2 separate regions of the Pan troglodytes genome follow, and region 1 is linked to region 2. Evidence: chromatin contacts called from public Hi-C data. All regions are on one chromosome and are shown on one strand. Each heading gives the region's core, a stretch centred on a gene start, on an enhancer-like site or on the middle of the called end of the contact. The rest is flanking DNA. Distances are from core to core; before and after follow the strand shown.

Evidence for each region. Hi-C and Micro-C count contacts between places; a contact is called where the count stands out from the background.
Region 1: a Hi-C map of stem cell-derived neural progenitor cells shows a contact between it and region 2, with 4 times the contacts expected there. The contact joins the promoter of MID1 here to the enhancer-like site in region 2. A contact is called at or near these places in 1 of 7 Hi-C or Micro-C datasets (stem cell-derived neural progenitor cells), 1 of 1 datasets of contacts at active chromatin or transcription factors (stem cell-derived excitatory neurons) and 1 of 1 other capture datasets (stem cell-derived neural stem cells).

Annotation. Positions count from the first base shown.
Region 1 is chrX:11,698,821-11,701,966 of NHGRI_mPanTro3-v2.0_pri, reverse strand. MID1 (midline 1) reads left to right here and starts at 1,595. Exons shown (of 12, transcript XM_063804568.1): 1 at 1,595-1,890. It overlaps HCCS (holocytochrome c synthase), which reads right to left and starts at 1,491. Exons shown (of 7, transcript XM_016942741.3): 1 at 1,247-1,491; 2 at 605-746. The coding sequence starts at 704.
Region 2 is chrX:11,206,227-11,209,365 of NHGRI_mPanTro3-v2.0_pri, reverse strand. All of the region lies in intron 3 of MID1 (midline 1), which reads left to right. Among named protein-coding and RNA genes, the nearest start is that of CLCN4, 460 kb to the right of the region's middle. Within about 2 kb of position 1,730, at least 2 of the 24 cell types and tissues checked have an H3K27ac peak or open chromatin away from gene starts, as enhancers often do. A contact at or near this core is called in stem cell-derived neural progenitor cells, where this site is marked.

The sequences.
Region 1 (3,146 bases), core at 346-2,845, 490 kb before region 2:
CTGATGTAGGCACAAGTAAACTTTGGGAAGTTGGGGCTGGTTTAGAGTACTCACTACGTTCTCATGTACTACCTCAATCATCATGACAGGCCTGTGAAACATTATTATATCTTTATCTTACAGATGACAGACTGAGGCTAACAGAGTTAACTTGTTTAGAGTCACAAACCTCAATAAGACGCAAAATAACGACCAGACCCAGGGTGCCTGACTCCCATGCCTACCAGCCTCAGCAGCATACTACTACACTGCCTCTTCCTTTAGAGCCTTTCAAGACTTTTTTTAAGACACAGTCTCACTCTGTCACCCAGGCCGGAGTGCAGTGGCACAATCTTGGCTCACTGCAACCTTGGCCTCCCAGGCGATCCTACCCACCTCAGCCTCCAAAGTAGCTGGTACTACGGGCACCCACCAGCACGTCTGGCTAATGTTTGTATTTTTTTGTAGAGGGAGGTTTTTGCCATGTTGCCCAGGCTGGTCTCGAAGTCCTGAGCTCAAGCAATCCACCCACCTCGGCCTCCCAAAGTGCTGTCACAGGCGTGAACCACCGCACCCAGCCGTGAATTATCTTTTGTTTTTATTTTCTAGGCAAAGGGCCGATTACCTTTCATTTTCCCTTCATGCATCGGGCATCCTGAAGGTGGGGACGCTGAAGCATTTGAGGCCTGAACTGCAACAGCAGGAGCAGATGGAGACAAACCCATGGCTGGAAACAGTGTTGACTGTAAACAATTTTAAATTTCCACCTGCCAAAACAAAGAGACAGATTAATGTCTCTGGACTCAGACTATTCTCTCGTTAGTCTTAATCTGGTCAACCCTTGTTCCTCCTCTTTGTCATCCCATGGGCATCTACCAGGCAGGGTACTAACTTCGACGGACAGCTTTAATATATTGCCCCCTTAGGGAAATACTGTGAAACCCAGGCCAACCTCTGGGGGCACGTATGTATCTAAGGCAGTGAGGATTTTGGGACTGAGGTGAGGCAGTCGCTGAGAAACCACGTCACAGCCAGGAGGTACAGGCCTGAGGCGGGGGTGGGGCGAGGATTTCCTAGGAGTGGTGACCCGGGTGGAGGAGGGGAGGTCCATTGAGCCTAGACTTGACCCCCATCCCCAGAGCCTTAGCGAGGGTCTGGGGGTCCGGGAAGGGTGCGGCGCATGAATAGGAATTCGAAGAAACGAAGGGACACCAGAGGTCGAGAAGCTGCCAAGTGTCTTCCCCACACCGTCCCGGCGCTTGCCCACCTGCTCCAGCCCGTGGTCCCCAGACCAAACCGGCCGCGGTCAGCCTGCCCTTTTGCACCTAAGCCCTCCCCCGGGCTGTTCCGGGAAGCCGGTACCGCCTTCAGTCGCCAACCCGAACCCAGAGCAGCAGTGACTTCACGCCGCCGCCGCCGCCGCCGCCGCCTTCCTCTCACTCAGTCACCGCTGTGGCTGCGGTCACCGCCGGCGTTCTCACGCACCCCTACTTCCTTTTTAGAAGGCGGGACTTCCGGGCACGCGGGAGGCGGGCTGAAGAGTAATATTTTCCGTCAATCACGGAGAGCGGGTTCCGTCCCCTCCTCGCCTCGGCCTGTAACTGCTGCGGGGGCCGCTTTCTGGGCCCGCCCCTCCAGGCCAGGAGCCTTTTTCAAAATGCCGGCGGTGGCAGGGAAGGTTGTTTGCTCCAGAGGCTTCCCTAGAGTGAAGAGCTCTACTATGTATGCTTTATGCGGCAGAAGGAGTGCTTTGGAGGAGTTTTTAAATTTCTGTTTTTTTTTTAAATCTTATCTCATCGGTTTTAATTGTAGCAATGATTCAAGAAACGTTAGTAGGTGCCCATAACTTTGGTGGTGGAGATCCAAAAGTGAACAAGACAGTGTTCTGGCTGCTAAATTCTTCTTAACTGGGTATGTGATTTTGAATGTCTGTATTTTCATTTACCTCCAACAGAAATTTAGCATTTTCTTCCATCAGGGATGTAGGCAATAAATCCTAGTACTCTTAGCTGTATGTGGCACTAATACACATTACAGATAAATTATGTCACTTATGGTTGTTGTGCCTGTCTCAAAATATCATCCATCCACTACTTTGAAATTAAGGTAATTTGATCTTGTTACTTAAAGTGTTAATAAAGAAACATATATCTTTCTATATAACTATAGTGGCTCTGTGAAATACGTCCAGATGTCCCCTGGTGCAGAAAGTGTTGGGGGCTCACAGCTTTCAGCTGAGTCTCCAGGAATTGTCCTCTGCCTAAGAGAATTGCCTCACACAAAATCACTTTCCCTCCTTGGGGACGATCTGCATCCTATGAGGGTCTCTGCAAGGGCACATAAGTCCAGGCCCCTAGCCCCAAAGGGGACAACTCAGAAGGGCCATCCCAGCATCAGAACTGCCTACAGGATAGCCCAAGGATTCCATTTCAACTATCACAGCTCAACTTCTCTCTTTACCCACAATTCTTTTGTCCCTCCCACAATTCCTTTTCACTCCCGCAATTCTGTTTTGTTACCCACAGTTCTGTCTCCCACAATTCTCAGTTCTTTCCACAATCTTCTGTCTCTCCCACAATTCCTTATTTCTCCCACAATCCCATGTCACTCCCAAAATTCTATTCCTTCCCACAATTCATTTTTCTGTCCCACAATTCCTTGTCTTGCTCACAATTCTCTTGTTTCTCCCATGATTCCTTGTGTCTCCCACAATTCACTTTTCTGTCCCACAATTCCCTGTCTTGCCCATAATTCTGTTGTTTTTCCCAAAATTTGCTGGGTTTCCCAGCAAGCCTTTATTCTTTCCTACAAATTCTTGTATCTCTCAAAATTCTGTTTCCCACAGTTCCATTCCTCCCACAGTTCTCTGTCTTTTCCATCATTCCCTATGACTCTGTCTGTCACAATTCCTCAAAATTATTCATTTCCACAATGTTCTGTTCATTCACAATACTCTGTTCTTATTCCCCAGTCTCTCCCATAATTCCCCATTATCTCTCATAATTCTGTTCTTTCACAATATTCTTTTTCATGATTTCATTTCTCCCACAATTCTCCCTTCATTCTCATAATTATTCCATCTCTCCCACAACACTGTATTCTCTCCCATGGTTCCCTGTATCTCCCAGAACTCTCTGTTCTCTCCCCCAATTTCCTGTCTCTCCCTG
Region 2 (3,139 bases), core at 481-2,980:
ATCGAATTCACCAGCCAATTTGTCATCTCAGCCCGGCAGCTCCAGCTGGATTTACAGGGTTAACTATCAAACAGACCTGTGTGTCATCAGCTCAGCAATGAAATTGGATCTCTTTGCTGATGAGTGATCTGTCCCTAGGGCTGCACAAATGTTGTACACTGGTGTGGCAGCCCAGAAGAGACCCCTGCCTGCCACTGATAGCCAGAAATTCTGGGTAGCCAGAAATTGCCCGCAGAATTAGAAGGCTGTTTGCCTAGCTATAAGATTCAGAGGGGTTTGGGCTTCTGCCAGGTTGGCAGAAAAGGAACACTCCTGAAGCCACCACTTCAGGTCTAGAAGGATAGTATTCTTTGAGGGTTCCTAAGGCCACGGCTGAGTTAGGCCAAAGAAAAGTGTAAATCTGATTCACCTTGATCAGGAAGTAATTTTAAAATATGTGCCAACTTGTCTCTGCCCTCTGATCATAAACGGGAAACTTTTATGAACCTTCCTTGAGAAGGAATTTGCTCTGTTCCCAGGCAAAAGGAAAAGCATGGCCACCTGTTCTAGAAGCCTGGCCAAAAACAACAGGTTTGCCTGTGGCATTCCCGCAACTGCATATATCCTCCCCACATGGCAAGCCACCCATTGTCCCTACACACAAGAAGAACAAATAGTTCATTCTTGAGCTGGGGGAAAAATCAGATTCTCTAGGCAAAATTGCCTACTAGACATATTTTGTGTTTTTAACTCCTGATAACTTTAGAAAAAAAACTCTAAGGGAAGAAGGTGCATGATGTATTTCTGATCTACTAAAACAAAGTAAGTCTCGTAGCTGCTAAATTCTTGCAAGGCCAGGATGCTGCTTTTTCAAGGAAGCCGTGAATCTGTTTGGTTAGCCCGTTCTGCATTCTTTAGATTGGAATTAAAATGCCCAAGGACATCTGGCTTAATAATGAAAGTCTTCGTATTAATCTTTCCTCTGAGGATTAGAAAGTCCTTTACAAACACGATCTATTTATTCTCTGCCACATCCCCAGGAGAGAACGAGGTGGCAATTTGATCCTCATTGAACAAATGGTGAGACGAAGGCAGAGAAAGGTTAAATATAAAGAGACACAGCAAGTTAGGGGCAAGTCTGGGGATGAATACTCACCCACCCAGAAAGACTACCTGTGCAGGTTTAGGATGTCAAATGGCATTCTAGGGATTAAAACAGAATCTCTCTTACGGCATTCTTTTTCTTATCATTCTGTAACTGGCAAGTATATTGTGTCCCAAGTATGTTGTATGGTTTCCTTCATTTGAAAGTCCAGACTCTTAACAGTTCAAAAGGCAGTTCTGTTCTCATTTCTCCCAACATTGAGATCAGGCAGCTTTTATGAAATCTAATAGAAAGATACAGTAACTAACTGGAATTTTAAATATGCATCTGAGAAATGTTCCCTTTCAACAGATGTTTTAAGTTTTTGCGCATGGTTTATAGAGCTCAGTGTCTTCAACATATGTTAAAATTTTAATTTCTTCTCTGCTATCTCTCTTTCAGCAAATGTTATAAGACTTGCTGTCAGTTTAAAGATCCTTGTTGGTCATTTTGAAATAATTTTTTTGAGTCATGTTTTTAGTTCGCTTGGCTGTAGACCGCATAGGCTACAAGCAAATCCGTTAATTGGTAGTTGCATGTTATCCACAGACATTCCAGCAAGTTTTAAGGCTAAGTGCATATGTGGATGTCTCCTGGCTTTGATCGTTTGTGTGGTAAATAGACATCCAAGGTAGCTATGGCAACCTGGGCTGTGCGTTGGTGAAAGGGGGGGATTTAGTTACTGGACAAAGAGTAATTTGTTTGATTAGAAAAAGGTAGGGGCAAATCAGGACATTTTTAACCCACATGACTTGAGGATCCCAGTTCAATCAAATCATTTGGATTTTTCTCAATAGGCAAAAAGAAGTAATGGCTAAGCGCACCAGAGTATCTTGCAGACGTAATTTAATTCTTTTTAAACAAGTGGTTGCTACTTTCCAAAAGCAATTTATACAATGAAAAGGAAGTACAATATATCATATAAATATCATCAATATCCCTATTGTACTAAGTATGAACGTTTTTATTTTCAGAACTTGATGGGACTTTGAAAGACCAGGATCTGATTAGAGGTGTGCATTTCAGTTATCTACCTGCAGGGGTCAGGCTTGAAGTTCCCGTGGTCGGAAGATCAGGCAGCGGACTTCACTGCAGGGAGCCCGAGGCAGAGTCAGAGAGAATTGCTCTGCTTATTTGGAACAATTAGTTAGCGATTCTTTAATCTTGTGACCAAAGCTACTATGAAAATGAGTTCATTCAAGGAAGAGAATATCAAATACGCTGTGATTAAAGAAAGGGCGATAAAGCCAGGTCAAACAGCAATCTAATCTCCGTTTACATGTAAGGCAGTTTATCGGGAAGATTCTGGCTCATTATCAACTCCTTTGATTTCACACAAAAGTGAGCTCAGCGGTTTTGTTTTAGAAACTTGTTTGCCCAGTTTTATGAGCTGGCATGTTATAAAAATTTCTTTAAACTAAAAAGGACACAATATTAGGGAGCCATCTGGATCCGAAATATTTTTCCCCCTCTGGAGGAAAATATTCCATTGACACAAGATCAGGATGGTTAATGGCCTCCAGGAGGTCAGGTGATAGTAGGAGCACAGAAAATTGAGGCGCAGAACAAAATGCCAAGAGGGGACTTTCCTGAAAAAACAAACCAGACCAAAAAAAATAACTTACCTGCTTTGCGCTATGAAAGAGAGGTTCTGAGTAAACATGGAAGAGGTGCTGATCATTTGTAGTACAAGTGGATGTTGAAGGTCTTATATTCAGTCCAGTGTTTATGATGAATATAATATAAAGGCTGTCCTTCCTTTCTTATATCATTCAATGACATTTACTGAGCACTCACAGAATTAATATATTCTGCCACATTATACGTGATTATTAATGTGCCAGGGCACTTTCTGGGTTCCAAATATGACTTTGGTAAGGCCCCTGCCCTCAAAGAACTTTTGATCTGGTGTACAATTTATTGTACCAGTAGCATAATGTAGGTTTTTCCATGGTCAAAATGGCTGCTCATTAATATCTATATTTGTATGGGTAGGGATCCACTTGAAAAACTGAT